Regions from separate parts of the Anas platyrhynchos genome. Here region 1 is linked to region 2. The links are chromatin contacts, called in public Hi-C maps. All regions are on one chromosome and are shown on one strand. The core of a region is the stretch at or near the end of the contact, and the rest is flanking DNA. Distances in the headings are between cores, read along the strand shown.

Evidence for each region. Hi-C and Micro-C count contacts between places; a contact is called where the count stands out from the background.
Region 1: a Hi-C map of liver shows a contact between it and region 2, with 2.6 times the contacts expected there. The contact joins two enhancer-like sites. A contact is called at or near these places in 3 of 8 Hi-C or Micro-C datasets (liver, skeletal muscle and subcutaneous adipose tissue).

What each region holds. Positions count from the first base shown.
Region 1 is chr12:11,301,308-11,304,673 of IASCAAS_PekinDuck_T2T, reverse strand. CNGB1 (cyclic nucleotide gated channel subunit beta 1) reads left to right here. Exons shown (of 32, transcript XM_072043826.1): 19 at 212-391; 20 at 1,175-1,383; 21 at 2,279-2,329; 22 at 2,444-2,530; 23 at 2,876-2,940; 24 at 3,167-3,289. Among named protein-coding and RNA genes, the nearest start is that of KIFC3, 19 kb to the right of the region's middle. Within about 2 kb of position 1,818, at least 1 of the 8 cell types and tissues checked has an H3K27ac peak or open chromatin away from gene starts, as enhancers often do.
Region 2 is chr12:11,267,592-11,271,344 of IASCAAS_PekinDuck_T2T, reverse strand. It overlaps KIFC3 (kinesin family member C3), which reads left to right. Exons shown (of 20, transcript XM_072043683.1): 13 at 24-128; 14 at 453-583; 15 at 1,334-1,457; 16 at 1,960-2,089; 17 at 2,173-2,402; 18 at 2,693-2,827; 19 at 2,914-3,022; 20 at 3,604-3,753. The coding sequence ends at 3,629. Among named protein-coding and RNA genes, the nearest start is that of KIFC3, 14 kb to the left of the region's middle. Within about 2 kb of position 2,029, at least 2 of the 8 cell types and tissues checked have an H3K27ac peak or open chromatin away from gene starts, as enhancers often do.

The sequences.
Region 1 (3,366 bases), core at 569-3,068, 34 kb before region 2:
AGGTTTTTGATGGGGAGAAGAGGGAGGTTTGCAGGTGGTGTTGGTGGCCTTGAGAAGATCGAGAAATAGGAATTGTAATTTGGTTTAATGACCTGGAAGCTGTTTCCCTCTGGGCAGCTCTGGGAGACATGATCTGTAAAGGCATTGTCTTAAACCAAATTGCCCTGAGAAGAATTTCTGCTGTTTAAAATAATCGTGTGGCCTCTCCCAGCCCCTTCCAAGCCAGCGCCCGCAGCACCACCACCGCCCCCCCCGGCAGAAGCACCGCCAGGGGACAAGGCAGCAGATGATGAACACTACTGCGAGATGCTGTGCTGCACCTTCAAGTGCCAGCCCTGGATGGCCCGCCTGAAGAGCTACCAGTTCCCCAGCAGCATCGACCCGCTCACCAGTGAGAGACGAGCGCGGAAGGGCTGGGAGAACCCTGGGTGGGATGGGGAGGGGATGGAGGGGAGCAGGGGACAGCACCAGCTCTGGGATGCCGCGGAGAGCACTGGCACGGGCTGCCCAGAGAAGCTGTGGCTGCCCCATCCCTGGAAATGTTCAAGGCCAGGTTGGATGGGGCTTTGGGGAAGCTGGTCTGGTGGGAGGTGTCCCTGCCCATGGGCCAAGATGCTCTTTAAGGTCCCTCCCAACCGAACCCATTCAATGATTCTACAGCTCAGTTTACGTGTAAGCTAGCTCTAAACTCCTGTGTGAAATCCACGGGCTTTCCTAAATGTTCTCTGATGGCTGCGAGTGCCGGCAGCACCACCAGGTGGAGAAGGAACAGCGTTTTTCTGCTGCTCAGTCTTCATAGAGGGCAAACGCTGAACTCGGCAGGGGAGCCCAGCTCCTTCCTTAGATTAAAAAAAAAAATAAAGTTAGTATTGTGGGAGCAAAGCAAAACCAACTGTGACTGAATCAGCCAAGTTAGAAGAGGCTTTCTGATAAAAAGCAATGTGCTCTGCAGCAGACAGCATTACCTTTGCACCTAGAGCCCAGCTCACCCATCCTTCTGCTGGCCCCTGCTTGCCACTTGCCACCAGATGCTATCAGGAGAAGAACCTGTAGTCTCCTGCAGGTTTCACCCTTGTGCTGGGGGCAGGCAAGGGGTGAAATCCCCTCATATAGTAGGTTTGCATAACCGGGAGGTGTGTGGCCAGCTCGTCAGGGTGTGTTTCCCTGTGCACAGACCTGATGTATGTGCTGTGGCTCTTCTTCGTTGTCCTGGCCTGGAACTGGAACTGCTGGCTGATCCCCGTCCGCTGGGCTTTCCCCTACCAGACGCCATCCAACATCCACTTCTGGCTGCTCGTGGACTACCTCTGTGACCTCATCTACCTGCTGGACATCATCGTTTTTCAGACCCGCCTGCAGTTTGTGCGGGGGGGAGACATAATAGTGAGTGGCAGCGTGCATTGCATCCCACTGAGCTGACACGGCTGTGGGGACATCCCAGCCCCAACACCCCCAGTGGCTGTTGGTGTCTGGATCAGGCTCCAGGCAAACCAGCAGCTCTACCACCACAGCTAGGATTTGCTCTTCATCTTCCCACTACGGCTGGGTGCACTCTGGGAGGACTGCAGACACCTTTCCTGCCGGGGATAAGGTGGCAGTCTGTTTGTCTCCCAGACATATGTATTTTCCCTACAAAATCAGTATCAGGCCATTAGAAAGTGCAGGTCCGTGGTGGTTCCCAGGCCAGGATGTGAGGGTGCTGCTCCTCGGGGCAGTGCTGCCAGCGGGGCGGTGAGCGCGCCGTCCAGCCCTGGCACAGCTGGCAGCCTGCACCCGCTGACAGCAGAACAAACTCAGGGTTTGTTTCCTGGAGCACCGCTAGGCAGAATTCATTAGCAGTAGGACAGAGGTGATTGCCATCTGAATGCATAGCTCATGAGTCTGAGATAAGTGAAAACCTTTGGTTTCGTTTCCACAGGCAATTAAATAATCTGTGAAAAATAAAACCTTGGGGATACAGCCTTCCTGCTGCTCGTGCTCAGACGGGGAGGCTTCTCCTGTGAACTCTGACTTTTGTGGTGCTGCCGCTGCAGTGTGCTTCCTCCAGGGCACAAAATGAGCAAGGGATATCCTGGGCAAGGGTGGGAAGTTGGCCTACAACCAGGTCTGCTGCTCCTCTTGCTCTGCTCCCCAGCACAGTGGGAGCAGGTTCCCGGTTGTGGCACAGAAGGGGAAGGCCATACATGACTGGGTTGGTGGTGACTTTGCTCTCTGCAAGCAATAATCAACCTCTCTCTTTCTCTCTCTCTTTTGCTATTCCCCTGCAATTCCTAACCAGAGTGACAAAAAGGCCATGAAGGAGAACTACCTGCATTCACAGCGCTTTAAGGTCTGGCATAATTTCCTTTATTACTTTGCGTCTTTGATCCACGACATGGCTTGCAGTTCCACCCCGCTGGGCCTGCAGGTTCTGCAGAGGTTTCTCTCTCTGTGTGGGTTTCAGATGGATGTGGTATGCCTCCTTCCCCTGGATTTCTTCTACTTCAAAGTCGGTGTCAACCCGCTGCTGCGTTTTCCCCGCTGCCTGAAGGTGAGTGGGAGCGGGCAGACCCACGCAGCCCCCCGTGCCAAAGGGACACAGAAGGGTCCCTCGTTGGTTTGCGTGGCTGTGGCTTGCCAGAATAATGACAGGACGATGACCAAAGCCCTTGAGGGGCTGTCGGTCAATATTTCAACCTTATTATTCCTACATTTTATTAGAAGGGCATGTGCAGATGGGGCTGTCTGCCCGTGGCCGTTCATGCTGCAGGAGTGAGGCTGGGGGCCAGCCGGGGAGCTTGGCTGTGAGAGGGCTTGGAGCAGGGACGTGCCCTGCTTGCTGGCTCCTTGGGAAGCCGTGGCACACTGGAGCACACTGCTTTCCTTCTCCTCCCAGTACATGGCCTTCTTCGAGTTCAACAACCGCCTTGAGGCCATCCTGAGCAAGGCATACATCTACAGGTGAGCAGCTGAGGAATCGTTCATGGGGCGGGGAGATACTCATTGCTATTTATTACCGAGGAAAGAGGTTCGCTTTGGTGCACACCAGTTCTGGCTTTCCAGCTTACTTCCCCATGTCACTGTACTTGCTGACACAGGCAGTGGTGATGCTCCTGGCTGGCCTTTTCCTCACCTGGGCAGGCACAGAGGGGTGCATTTATTTCTTTTATATTTTTTTTCTTTGCAGAGTGATTCGGACTACTGCCTATTTACTGTACAGCTTGCATGTGAACTCCTGCCTCTATTACTGGGCATCGGCCTATGAAGGACTGGGCTCTACCACCTGGGTCTATGATGGGGAAGGAAACAGGTACAAGCCAAGGCTCAGGTTCCCATGTAGTACGGCACACTGTGATGAATGGGAGCAAGAAAGGAGATGGTTGGATG
Region 2 (3,753 bases), core at 780-3,279:
TAATGCGCCCTGCTCCACCGCAGGTGTTTCAAGAGGTTCAGGCCCTGGTTACTTCCTGCATTGATGGCTACAACGTCTGCATATTTGCCTACGGACAGACAGGGGCAGGAAAAACGTACACGATGGAGGTGACTTTGCCTGGCTTTGTCTTCCTCTTCTTCCTCGGTTTGCTGTCCCACATTGCCCTCTGTGCCCTGCGTCTCGGTGCTGTCGCTTACCCAGGCTGGCCATTTAGGTCAGTCCTGGGGTGAATCAGGGATGTGGCCGTGTGGAGGCTCCCTGCCTTGCCCCAGCTCTGCCCGTGCCCTGCGTGGTCTCTGCATCCCCAGCTCACAGTGGCTGTTGCTGCAGCTTCTGGGCTTTACTTCTGCTTTGCTGCAACAGGAAAAAAAAAAAAAAAAACAACAACACAACGGGTTATTTCTTCCCCCCCTTTCTTGCCCGTTTATCAGGGAACCTCTGCAAACCCGGGGATCAACCAGCGGGCCCTGCAGCTGCTCTTCTCTGAGGTGCGGAGCAAGGCATCCGACTGGGACTACGCCATCACCGTCAGCGTGGCTGAGATTTACAACGAGGCGCTCAGGTACGCCGGGAGCTGGGGCAGCTGAACGCTTTCTGCTGGGGGGTGCCGTGCTGCTCTGTTTTTTACCTCCACGGGGCACGGGCACGGCACTTGGGAGCCAGCTCTTGCATCTCAGTCTCAGGGCCTTAGGCCCTGGGTTTGGCCATGTAAGGATTTTTATTTATTTATTTATTTTCCCCAGCGCATGCCGCTCGTTCAAAGAGCTTGTCTGGGACCACTCCCAGCTCCCTCCTCCCTTGAGCTCCTTCTGCTTATATGGGCTCCCTCTGGCTCTGACTCCTGCCTTGTCTTCCTCTGGCGGGTTTGAAACGCCTCCCCTGTGCCCCTGGCTCCCCAGCCTCTGGCTGTTATATTTAGAAGCTGCACGCTGGGAGCTGAGAGAATGAGAAACATTTTCCTTCCCTGCCCGCGGCCCTGCCTGGATGCTGGCAGTGGGAGGCAGCTGGGAGCTGCGGGGGGGGGATGGCAGCAGCCGCTGCTCTCAGGGACCAGCAGAGGCCCTAGCAAAGATGCCCCAAGCGCACATCTGCTCCTTGTCACATACCTGGCGGGTGCACAGGAAAGCAGCGGGGATGGGGAGGGATGAGGTCTGTAAATAGGCTGTGAAATATCCTGGGAGGAAGTGGCTCCCGCAGAGCTGGAGCAGGGTACTGGGGGCACTGGCAGTGCAGGTGCACAGGCAGCATGGCACACAGCAGGGTGTGGGGGGTGACACGTGCCTGCGGGGCAGTAACGGGTGCTCCTTTCCAGGGACCTGCTGGGGAAGGAGCCCCAGGAGAAGCTGGAGATCAAGCTGTGCCCCGACGGCAGCGGGCAGCTCTATGTGCCCGGGCTGACCGAGTTCAGGGTGCAGAGCGTGGAGGACATCAACAAGGTGAGGGGAGCGGGAGGGTGGCACCGAGTTACTGTGCAGCCCCCCCTTAGGAGGGCTTCAGGGCATGCTAGCGTTTGCCTCTGGGTTCACAGCAACACCAGGAGGGAGCTGGAAGCCCTGCCGGGGTCTCTCTGATGTTACCCCAGGTTCAGAAGCATTTCCGAAGTGCTGGGGAGTGAGAGCCCAGAATAGACCCCTGGGTGGGATACAGCCGACACCCTGCCATGAGACGAGCAGCAGTGCTTTCCATGAGTTGCAGGGGTGTTAAAAATAAATATGTTTGCGGCCTGGGTGGCTGGGGGGGGGATTAGCGGGATACCAACCACCACTGGTTTGTCCTGGCTGCCATTCACCACCTGCCTCCAATGCATCACTGGGGTTGAGGCCGGACAGCATTCATCACCCTGATGGACCTGGGCACCTTTCAGAGCTCTCTGGATACAGGGGCAGGGGCTGTGAGGGGCTTGGGGCAGGCCTGGCCTGACCGCCTCTCTGCCCCAAGGTCTTTGAGTTTGGCCATGTCAAGCGGGTGACAGAGTGCACCAACCTGAACGAGCACAGCTCCCGCTCTCACGCCCTGCTCATCGTCACTGTCCACGGCCTGGACCGCAGCACGGGGCTGCGCACCACAGGTGGGTGCTGGACCCATCGCCAGAGCGTCTGGACGGGGGCTGGCAGCACTGCCAAAAGCTGTGGTGTGGCTCTGTGCTCCCAGGGAAGCTGAACCTGGTGGACCTGGCGGGCTCGGAGCGCGTCGGGCGGTCGGGCGCAGAGGGCAGCCGGCTCCGCGAGGCGCAGTACATCAACAAGTCGCTATCAGCACTGGGGGACGTGATCTACGCCCTGCGCTCCCGGCAGGGCCACGTGCCCTTCCGCAACTCCAAGCTGACCTACCTGCTGCAGGACTCGCTCAGCGGGGACAGCAAGACCCTCATGATGGTGCAGGTAGGGGCTGGGTACCAGGGCCTGCCGCACCAAGCACTGTGGGGGGATGCACAAACTGCTGTAGTTTCCTTGGCTATCCCTAAAGCAGGGGCAGTTGGTGACAGGGATATCTGTCTGGCTCAGATGATAGCTCGGGTGCAGACGCACAGGGCTGTCTCAGGAGCGGCAGGTTAATAATAGCATGACCCCAACATTTGTGGCATTTGCCGTGCTCGAGAGCTGGGGCAGGAGAGCCTGGGAGGGGGGTGGTGGCTGGTGGGCTGACACGCTGCTGCTCCTGCTGGCTGCAGGTCTCCCCCGCCGAGAAGAACACCAGCGAGACGCTGTGTTCCCTGAAGTTCGCCGAGAGGGTTCGCTCCGTGGAGCTCGGCCCCATCTCACGCAAGGCTGAGCTGGCGTCCTGGCCCAGCCAGGAGCAGCTGGAGGTAACCAAGGTGCTGCTGGCACCCTTCCTCTCCGGCTGTCCCCGAAGCACGAGCTGACTGACGGCCACATCTCGTCTTTTCCCCAGGGGGACGTGCCGGGGACCGCAGTATCCTCCAGCCGGGGCCACGCGTCGCCCAGCCCAGGACCACCCAGTGGCCGTGCTACCTCCATCCGCAGGAAGCTCCAGACCTCAGGTGGGTGCTGGGGGGCATCACGGCCCCCGCTCCGTGTCCCTGCTGCTCCTGACCAGCATCCCTCTGGCACAGGAGGCTCCCACCACCAGCCTCGTCCCAGCCAGCTGCTGGCAGTCAAAACCTGAGTAGTGGAGCTAGCTGATCTGCAATCAGCTCGTTAACTGATGGCTAATTAGCTGGTTTGGACTTCCCCAAGAGCACCCTGTCACGGCACAGGGCAATGCAGGGTTGCAAAGCCTCTGCGGGCAGCTCTGGCTGCATGTGGGACATCCGGGGCAGTGACATTGTGGGGCAGCAGCAGTGCCCCCAGCTTGACCCTCTCTTCCCTTCAATTTCAGCCTGAATTAGGGGCAGCTGTGGCTGCCAGGTGAGTGTATGCGGCTGGGAGCCGGTGGAGGGCTCTGCTTCGGCCTGGCTTACCAGCAAGGGCAGGTGTGCTGGGCTGCACCACTTGCAGGGATGCTCGCGGGACCAGCTCACGCGGGGCCTGCCAAAACACCGCTGGCGAGGGCTTGGGCTTGGGCTGTGATGGCCACGGCCTTGGCCTGGCGTGACCCTCGCGTGTCTGTCTCCCCCCCCAGGGAAGCTGAGGCCAGTCCCTGTGTGACAGGTGCTGGCTTCTAGCACCAGGCCCGCTCCAAGACTGGGCTGCTTGCTGGAGAGGGTGAAGGCTTTGGTGCGCTCCCCTCGCCCACCTCAGTGCCCCAGACCCACCAGGATCCGTGACCGGG